2 separate regions of the Mus musculus genome follow, and region 2 is linked to region 1. A link is a contact called in public HiChIP or PLAC-seq data. All regions are on one chromosome and are shown on one strand. Each heading gives the region's core, a stretch centred on a gene start, on an enhancer-like site or on the middle of the called end of the contact. The rest is flanking DNA. Distances are from core to core; before and after follow the strand shown. Region 1 has its middle 58 kb from the start of Tcf12. Region 2 holds the start of BC065403 (cDNA sequence BC065403).

Region 1 (4,687 bases), core at 697-3,196:
GCCAACAATATATCTGAGAGGGGAGAAATAACTTAGATTCTGTAAACACACACACACAATTATTCTATCAACAAATGACCTAACAAGCTGAATAGACAGTTCTCAAAAGATGAACTACAATTGATCAGCAAATGTATGAAAAACTCTCCAACATTTTTAGCCACTGGAGAGGCAAAGATTAAAAGCCAGCTGAGAGTCCGTCTCACTCCATTCTGAGTAGATCTCCTAGAGAAAACAAAATTGGGGATGGGCATGGTGATGCATGCCTTTAATCCCAGCAATTCAGGAGGCATAGGCAGGTGGATCTTTGTGAGTTCAAGGCCAGCCTGATCTACATAGAAAGTTCCAGGAGAGCCAGGGCTACTCAGAGACCCCCCCCCCCATCTGGGGGAAAAAGAAGATGAGGGAAATAGGGACCCTAACTACAGATTTCAGATGGGAGCTCCTTAAAAACAAAAACAAGCTAGCACATACTCGGTTTGTATCACTCTGGGTATCCAGAAGACTGAAGGAAGCTAAGATGTGATGTTCAAGTGTTCATTTTGTTTTATTGTATGTATATGGCTGTTCTGCCTTTATAGATGCATACCACATATATGCATTTTGGCCTCTGGAGGCCAAAAGAGGAGTCAGAACCCCTGGGGTCTACAGATGGTTGTGAGCCACCACATGGGTGCTGGGAATCTGTCCTCTGCAAGAGCAGCCAGTGTTCTTAGCTGTGGAGTCATCTATCCACATTTATTGCTGCACTGTTTGCAATAGTGAAGATATGGAAGCAGCCCAGAAACCCAGAAACCTACTAACGTATGCTTGGGTAAGGAGAATGTGATAAACAAACAGCAGAGGGCTTTCCTCAGCTGTAAGAAGAATAAAAACTGTGTGAGCTGCGGGAAAATGTGTGGAATTGGCAATCATTATGTTAAACAAAATAAGCATGTTTTCTTTCATGTGTGAAGTCTACAGTAGAGGTTATGGGTAAAAGGTAGGTAGGATAAGAAGGGGCAATTCAGGGAACTGACCCCAGACCCCGAAACTTCTAGGGGAAAACAGGAGAAATAGTTGCATAGACCAGGGCTTTCTGTGAAGGATTCTGAAGGCACAAAAGGGATGCTGCTTGTTTCTCATACGTGGAGGTTAGATTTGACTACACATGCATGCACACACACACATGCACACACACACACACACACACACACACAAACTCATGTATATAGGCACACACACAGACACACACACCACAAACTCATGCATACAGGCACACACACACACACACACACACGCACGCACGCACGCACGCACTTGCCCCATATATTTTTAAGACGTGAAAGCACAGGGGGCCGAGAGGATGAGGATCACAGCATGGAAGGCAGGAGGGGCTGGGGAGTAAATGTAACTGTGATCAAGATGCATTGCTGTATATGAAAATGTCAGGATAAAATGCCATTATATTGTATACTAAAATAATTAAAGAATAAAAAAATTCAATTTCCAGAAATACTACTCAAAATATTTCAAGGAATATGAACATGTCAAAAAAAAAAAAAAAAAAAAAAACAAGACACAGGGAAACGTTACACAGAGCATCAGTCTTAAAAATCTTATTGAAGAGAAGTTTGAGATAGAAAAATGTCCTGACACAGAATATAAAACAAGACTACAGGGACTTAGAATGTAGCATACACGAGCCTTAAGCTTGCAATGTATCTCAGGTTGACTTCAAACACACAATTCTCCTTCTTCAGCCTCCCAAGTGCTGGGATTAAAGGTGTATACCGCCATGAGTACCCGTAGCCCCCCACCCCCACCCCCACCCCCACCCCCACCGGAGGGGGATTGGACTAGGGCTGTGTGCATGGCGGTTTGTACCTTCCCTTCCAGCTGTACTTTGAGCCCCTCCTGGTACTCGTACTCCGTATGTGGCATCCCTTTGTTTCAGCATAAAGCACTTCTATTGGGACAGTTTTCTAGGAATTAACTCTCAGGTTTGTTTGCTTATCTGTAAACTTCGTTATTGTAGGATGTTTTCCTGCTTAAAGGATTTTGGTCGATGTGAGGGAAAAAGAAAAGATTCAATGAGGAAAAAGACAGGAAGGGGGAAGAGAGGATAAAATATTTCTTTTCGGCCTTGCAGTCGAGCTAGGTGCTGCGGTGCTTCCTCTGTGCCTAGTCCGGCTGTTTACAACCCCGCCTTAGATATTACTTCCTGTTTGCATCCTGCCTGGAGGTCAGCCAGCAGTGTGCGGACTCGCCTCAGATCTTTGCTTGCGTGTGTCCTATTATCACAGGAGAACACTGTCCCCTGTGCAGGTCCCTAGTCTCATAAATAAAATAATTTAAAACAGACTCAGAAGGAAACTTGAGGACACTTTTATTGGAGTTTGAGAGCAAGACATCATGTGACGGGTGGGTCAGGCAGGCTGGAGGTCTCAGGCTGCTGCACAAAGGGAGCGTGGCTAGATGCGAAGAGAGAGTTGTCCTTTCTAAGCAGGGGGAAAGTAAGCAGGGGCTTCAAGGAGTCTGGTAGCAGCTGCATGGGGTTGGGGGTGGGAGTGGGGAGGCGGGGAAGAGAGAAAGAGAGACAGACACAAACAGAGAGAGAAAGGGGGGAGGGGGGACAGAGATAAGGACAGAGGATTAAGATTTTAGGCAGTGTACAAAAGAGGGAGACAGAGGAGGAAAAAAAACAAACAAACAGGTTATATTATACTTTTCTGGGTGGTGAGCCGGCTTAGCAGAGAGGGTCTACCCCAACTACAAGGGATGGGCTTCTAGATTCCATAAGCACACAGCTCAACATCTCACTGTGGGTCGCTACTTCCTATCCTCAGATGTACCCTGGTTATTTTCACCTTCTGGCTTCAGGCTGTACCCCTGAGGTTGTAAAACAGGATTTTCTCCTTATCGCAAGAGGTCTTGTGCTTGCCTGGGCAAGGGAGGCGCCTGCTGTCTTCATAGAAGGGCGCTCTCAACCTCTGCTGCCATTTGCAAAGGGGCTAGAGCCCATCAACCATGATATTTCAGTTCTAGGGAGGAGCAGCTTTGGAATGTCCCTCTTCCTTAAAATTTGTGTCGTACCAAGACATGGAGTCTAATGCTGACAGAAGGGTCCACCCTCAATGAGCTTCAAGCTTGCTCATTTCTTTTTTTTTTTTAAACCTTTTTTTTTTAAGATTTATTTATTTATTATATGTAAGTACACTGTAGCTGTCTTTAGACACACCAGAAGAGGGCGTCAGATCTCGTTACGGATGGTTGTGAGCCACCATGTGGTTGCTGGGATTTGAACTCCGGACCTTTGGAAGAACAGTCAGGTGCTCTTACCCACTGAGCCATCTCACCAGCCCCAAGCTTGCTCATTTCTAACAAGCTACCTAATGTCCTCTGTCTGTATGATACATGTGGCTTTCTAAGTTCCTGAAGGTTTTGTGTGTGTGTGTGTGTGTATGTGTGTGTGTGTATGTGTGTATGTGTCTTTTCCTGGTTTTCAGTGTGTCTGTCTTTATTTTTTTTTTTGTCTCGGTTGAAATCTTTAGATGCTCATAGCAGTAAGATGTGTCTGATCTTACTCTGTTTTCAGAAAAGCCCCCTGTGCAGCCACCTGCCTGACTGGGGTGAGTCTGGATCTAGGAAACAACGGCCAGCGCTTGTGTTGCCTTTCAGAGGAAGACAGATCCCATTGCTTGTGAATAAGAGCTGCTCTTTCTCCTTGGACCCAGGGTCCCACACTGAGAAAGTCACTGATATCCTCAGGCCATCAGCAAGCCAGGAAAAGGGTCAAGGGTGAGGGAGAGTCATGTGAACTTCTCTCTCTATTTTTTTCCTTCTTTGCCCTTGTGTGTGTATTTGGTGGTGTTTTTGTATGAATCTGGACCCACACATGTCACAACTTGTGGGTGGAGGTCAGAGAATAACTTTCAGGGCTCTGTACAGAGAGAGGTCATGGGAAGACAATTTTCAGGACTCTGCATGTAGGTTAGAGGAGAAATTTTGGGAGCTGGGTCTCACCTCTCACCTCGTTATGGCTGGATCTTTCTTTTGTTTCTGCTGCTGCCCAGGGGACTTCAAGCTGGCCTGTGAACTTCTGACAGTTCTGTGCCCAGTTCCTGTCTCACCATATGTATTCTGGGATGTTCACCACCACATTTGGCTTTTCATGTGAATTTGGGGGATTGAATATGGATGAACAGGCTTGCATGGCTAGCCCCTTTACCCTCAGAGCCATCTCCCCAGCCCCTAAGGTGTTTTTTTGTTTTTTCCTAATTCTGTATTTACTTGGTTGCTATAAACCTGTGACAGTTTTTCAGTTTCAAAAAATATTATTTCAGGATTTTTTTTTTCCTTAATCCAGAGGTACTTTTGTGATGGGAGAAGTCCTTGGAGCCAGGACTCAAGCACGTAGAGTTTGCCAGCCCCATCTAATCAGCAGGCCATGGGTCCCAAAAAGAGATTTTGGAGGAAAACAAGGTGGGGACTGGAGAGATGGCCCAGCAGTTAACAGTACTTGCTGCCTTTTGAAAGGATCCAATTTAGGTTCCACATCAGGAGCTCACAGTAGCCTGGAGCTCTAGTTCCAGGGGATCCCATGCCCTATGACCTCCACAGGAGCCTTCTCACATATGACATTCACACACACACACCCCATAATAATAGTAATGATATAATGATAATATAAAAATAAATCTTGCCA
Region 2 (4,651 bases), core at 1,247-3,746, 240 kb before region 1:
CTCCTCTAATGCGGTGTCTTTAAATTTCACTGGCTACTCGCACAGGCTTAACACAGCAGCAACTCTGCACTGCTGTGGGCTTCCTACCTTGTGAATGGTGGTCACCACATCACAACTTCTGCTAACTCTAGTCTTTTGGATCCTAAACTCAAAGTGCTAGATACATACTGCAAGCCTTGTATTGTGTGTTCTTATTTTGAAGCTATAGTTGTGATGGGAGACGGAGGGGGGTAGGGGGAGGCAGAAAATAGAAACAGTCAAATGGAATAAGAGACATCAATTGAAGATAACAGAAGCTTGAACAGTTGCTGTGGATAAAGCAATGCATAAGAGTCACTTGGGGTGTTAAAAGGAAGCCGCAGCTGAAGTGGGCTGTGAATCCTCCATTCAATAGTGTATAGATTTTGAATACTTCAATTCTGTGGAAAAAAGGTTGAGCCAAGGACACTAGAGGGAGCCAGGGCATGCAAGCTGGAGACAAGGCTCCCAGCTCAGCAAGCCTCAGGTTCACTGTCCCCCAAACATTTACTTGGATTGGCTAGGAAAACCTTCACTATACATTCAAAAGCTTGCTATTTGGGTCTCATCTCTCTTTTCACTGTCATGGCCAGGTAACATGAATAAAGAACATTTGGGAGACGAGGAAAGTTGAAGTGGACAGATCTTGACATATTGTGCCATATTAAACAATGGGAAATTATACTTCTGCTAAAGCACTTGACTATTATTTTTCCAAGTGTATAAAGGTAGATTGGTCCTAAGGTTTGAGACGTAAAAATAAGAGCTAGCGTGATACTGGGACCCACAAGTCCATCGTCTTAAACTGGGTGGTGGTCCCACATGGGGGTAAGCGAATGTGGGGCTGAGACGGTCTGGACAACAATGAAAGGTTTCTACATGAATCATAAACAATTAACTCCCAACTAAGCATGCAACGCATCAGTGTGTCTGTATAAGTACTTGTCTTTGTTGCTTCATGTGACTTCATTATAGCCTCCGATCTGAACATACCATGCCAGTCTGTATGTACCAGGTGAACTGTGACACCACACAGCACCCATGGTCACTGCCTGAATCACCCCAGCTCAGGCCAGAGCTACTGTATGTTGGATTTTGTATTTTTTCTGTACATACAAGGTCTTCAATTCTCATAGAGACATATAGAAGACATATATAGAGACATATACAGATTATATAAAACAAAGACATTTAATATTTTTGTCCAATCATTCTTTTTTTAAGATTTATTTATTTTATGTATGTGAGTGCACTGTAGCTGTACAGATGGTTGTGAGCCTTCATGTGGTTGTTGGGAATTGAATTTAGGACCTCTGCTCAGTCTGGTTGGCTCCGCTCGCTCCAGTCCAAAGATTTATTTGTTATTATACATAAGTACACTGTAGCTGTCTTCAGACACACCAGAAGAGGGCGTCAGATCTCTTTACAGGTGGTTGTGAGCCACCATGTGGTTGGTGGGATTTGAACTCAGGACCTTTGGAAGAGCAGTCAGTGCTCTAACCGGCTGAGCCATCTCGCCAGCTCTCTCGTTTCATCATTCTTTACTATGTGAGCATCAAATTAGCATATTGTTGGATTGAATTGTGTTGGAATGCTTGATCTTGAATCCAGTTGTTATTGACTACCGGCTTGAATTTCATAAAAGAAACCAATAAAGAAATTTTAGCTTCAACAACTTCTGAAATGACTCTAATGACACTCCTAACATTTTGTGCTATATATGTTTATGAAAAGTGGTATTCTCAGCTCTTGACAATGATAAAATCAAAGTATCCATGTCACAGAGCAACCAAACCCTTCATGACTGAGTTCAGATGCCACTGTTGCCATAAAAATCAACCAAGTCCCTCAACTGACCTGCGACTTCCCCCACCTGAACTCTCTCTGGCCGCTCCCTTGAGGGTTCTTCCTTTGGGGACCTCAACATGTCCTCTTTGTCAATGCTCAAAGAAAGGCCTGATACCTCACCTCTCAGAAGTCTTCGTCTCCCAGCAGCACCCAGAAGAGAAACTTCACTCAGTACACTCCCCTAGTCCCCTAATAGAAGGAACTGCATAACCATTTCCACAAACTCTTGGTTCTAGCCCCTAACTTAACAATTCAATTTTAAGATGGAAAAGAATAAAGTGCTAAATAATACATCCTAAGAAAAGCCAAGAAACAGGATCAAAGTAAGAGGTACAAGGGAAAAGCCACTGCCCAGAGATGGAGTAGAGAGCTGAGCTTTTGAGCGTGGGAGGCTCTGCAGAGGCTGCAACCCCACCCCAACCCCACAGCGGCTGGGGCAGCTTTTTCTCTGCTGAGCTGTCAATCCACTTCACTAATGCTCTTACCACTGAGAAACTGAACGGTGGCCGGAAGCCCAGAGTAGCCCTTTGGGTGGGGTAGTAAATCCTCCAATAGGACTTCTAGTAGTTACTGGAAGGGTCCAGACTTCAAGACCTTTCTTGCTTTCTCATGTTGAAATCTTGAGGATGCTGGGATAGTCTGACGTGTGGTCAGAGCTATGAGGAAGTAACTAACACAGACAGTATCTTTGTCTGCAGTTCCTAGCGGGGTAGCACATCATTCAGGAGACAGCTTCTAGATGATACTGAATCCCAAGAGAGGGGCCTGGCAGATGAATGACATCAGCTAAGGCAACCTGAAGGGCCTCGTGCCACACAACGATAACAGTAAGTACCCTCTATCTCACTTCAGACAGTCTGAAAGGCAGGCTTTTGGAAAAGCATCATCCCCATTGAGAGGATGGCCCTGCCTGACAAATTCTGCTGTGAGGGTGTGGGAGGGGCGCCTTTATGTCTTCTATTTCCCTTAAGAAGTTCAGTCACGTTCAGTCACATGCCTGGCTCGCAGTCTGTTTATCAGGATCAAGCACGCTCTCTGGAGAGCGCAGACAGCAGGATGGGCCGAGCTCGGATGACAGTCTGCCCTGTGGAGATTGACTTTAATGAAGCAAGAATAAACAGGAAGATTAAGTACAAGCAGAAACCAGTGACAAGTTCTGAGCTCACCTCTCTGCTGGAATTGAAGGGCTCTCTGCCGCTGAGCGAGTCTCTGTTAGAGAGAAAGAGGCATCATCTGTTTGGTCGCTAATGATCCTGTTATCCACATCGGGCCCCAGTGTGCGCAAAGAAAAGTTTTCTCTCGATTTAGAGAGCAACTTCTGTATGTTTTATTTATATCTACTCACAAAACAAATTGTTTTCTAAGATTGGAAAAGTTAAGATTGATAAGGGTTGAGAAAATATTTAATAAACTGAAAAATGACATCCTTTTAGGGATTAAGGATTGCTAGTATTACTCTGCTATCTGCACCGAGCATTCACACCTACTCGGGTGTTTGTGGCATAAACGTGGCTAGTTCTGCGGGGAGATCTTACAGAAGGATGACTGTCCTGGAATAAACAGACCAACCAGCTAGTCTTCTTTATAAAGCCACTTCTTAGGGCTTTCTAAACGGATCCTAATACCCGACTGTTTTGGTTCCTCATTTCGTGTATGATTTTTGAAAAGTAACTTTTTAAAAACCTGTTTTGCAAAACAGCCAGTAAGCAAGTCCAGGATTCCCATCGGCCCTCTGGAGATGCCATTTCATTCATATCCTGAGTACCGAGTATTTTCTTTCTTTTTTTCCCCCCCACTATTGTGTTTCTTTTGGAAAAAAAATAGATCTTATTAAAACTGGAATGAAGTCTGAATTAGCTGTAGCACATTCTGCAGTACTTAATTCAACTGGGAGTTGCTTCGTGACTGAGTGTATGTAAATGTGTGTGCCTGAGACCACTGAGGACGCCACAATGTAGCTGACAGTCTTTAACACCTGTACCAGTAGGTGGCGCTCCGATCCAGCCCGATGCTCTACCCTCCCGGTTCTAAGGTTCAGGGAAAGGAAACTAAGCAGGACACTGCTATCTGTCCGAGTGTACCCAAGTGATCAAAGTATACCAGGGATCAAACATTTGCTTTTAAAAGCTAACGTGCACAGCACTACAGTGTCCACATTTAGCAAAGCTACCCGAATGCCCGAGAGAGATCAGGTGGTCCGGACAAAGGAAGCCTTTCTGGAAAGGGCTGCTTAACCTGCCTTCTCTGGATAGAACAGACGAGACATGAGGCTCCGAGGCAGACATTCTGGGCAGAAGTGGCTTCCAGAAAGGCTTTGTGAAAGCCAGAGAAGTATGTGTGAGGAAGATGAAGCATTCTGGGTCTGCTCTGAGCAAGCCCATGAGAGAGAGCTGCTCACAGGGCAGCCAGGCTTCCTCTCGTGAGATGGAAGGCAGAAGGGGACAAGAAACAGAATCAGACCAAGTTTTGTCTTGCATTTAATTTTTGTTTTTGAGTAGCAGGAAATAAAATAGGAATTAGACAAAAGTACTTACAGTTTTACTTTATATTATATAACTCTAGACTATATTTATTTAATTATATTATATTTAATTATATTAAATATATTTAAAAATGTAAAGTCTAATCAATGGCTAGACATATGTGGGTTTTTTTTTTTGTTGTTGTTACCATAACAAATGATTTCCTAACTTTCTGGCTGCCTCCCACAATCTTCATGTATGTTTTTGTGATGTGAGACTATACACGCTTTCATGTTTATATGTGTTCATGTCTGTGTTAAATA

The links. HiChIP or PLAC-seq counts read pairs in DNA pulled down with a chosen protein or histone mark.
Region 2: an H3K4me3 HiChIP or PLAC-seq map of embryonic stem cells shows a contact between it and region 1, with 20 read pairs. The contact joins the promoter of BC065403 here to the enhancer-like site in region 1. A contact is called at or near these places in 12 of 39 promoter capture datasets (the 3T3-L1 cell line, the HPC-7 cell line, embryonic stem cells and 7 more), 1 of 15 datasets of contacts at CTCF or cohesin (large pre-B cells), 3 of 484 Hi-C or Micro-C datasets (cortical neurons, forebrain and nephron progenitors), 5 of 115 datasets of contacts at active chromatin or transcription factors (bone marrow-derived macrophages, double positive thymocytes, embryonic midbrain and 1 more) and 1 of 9 other capture datasets (embryonic stem cells).

The regions. Positions count from the first base shown.
Region 1 is chr9:72,167,605-72,172,291 of GRCm38.p6, reverse strand. No RefSeq gene overlaps it. Among named protein-coding and RNA genes, the nearest start is that of Tcf12, 58 kb to the right of the region's middle. Within about 2 kb of position 1,946, at least 95 of the 459 cell types and tissues checked have an H3K27ac peak or open chromatin away from gene starts, as enhancers often do. A contact at or near this core is called in the HPC-7 cell line, double positive thymocytes, embryonic stem cells and 3 more, where this site is marked.
Region 2 is chr9:72,407,712-72,412,362 of GRCm38.p6, reverse strand. BC065403 (cDNA sequence BC065403) reads left to right here and starts at 2,496. Exons shown (of 2, transcript NR_152222.1): 1 at 2,496-2,693; 2 at 2,875-3,719. It overlaps Gm27230 (a long non-coding RNA gene), which reads right to left. Exons shown (of 8, transcript XR_003948355.1): 6 at 3,033-3,075; 7 at 2,352-2,950; 8 at 1,468-1,646.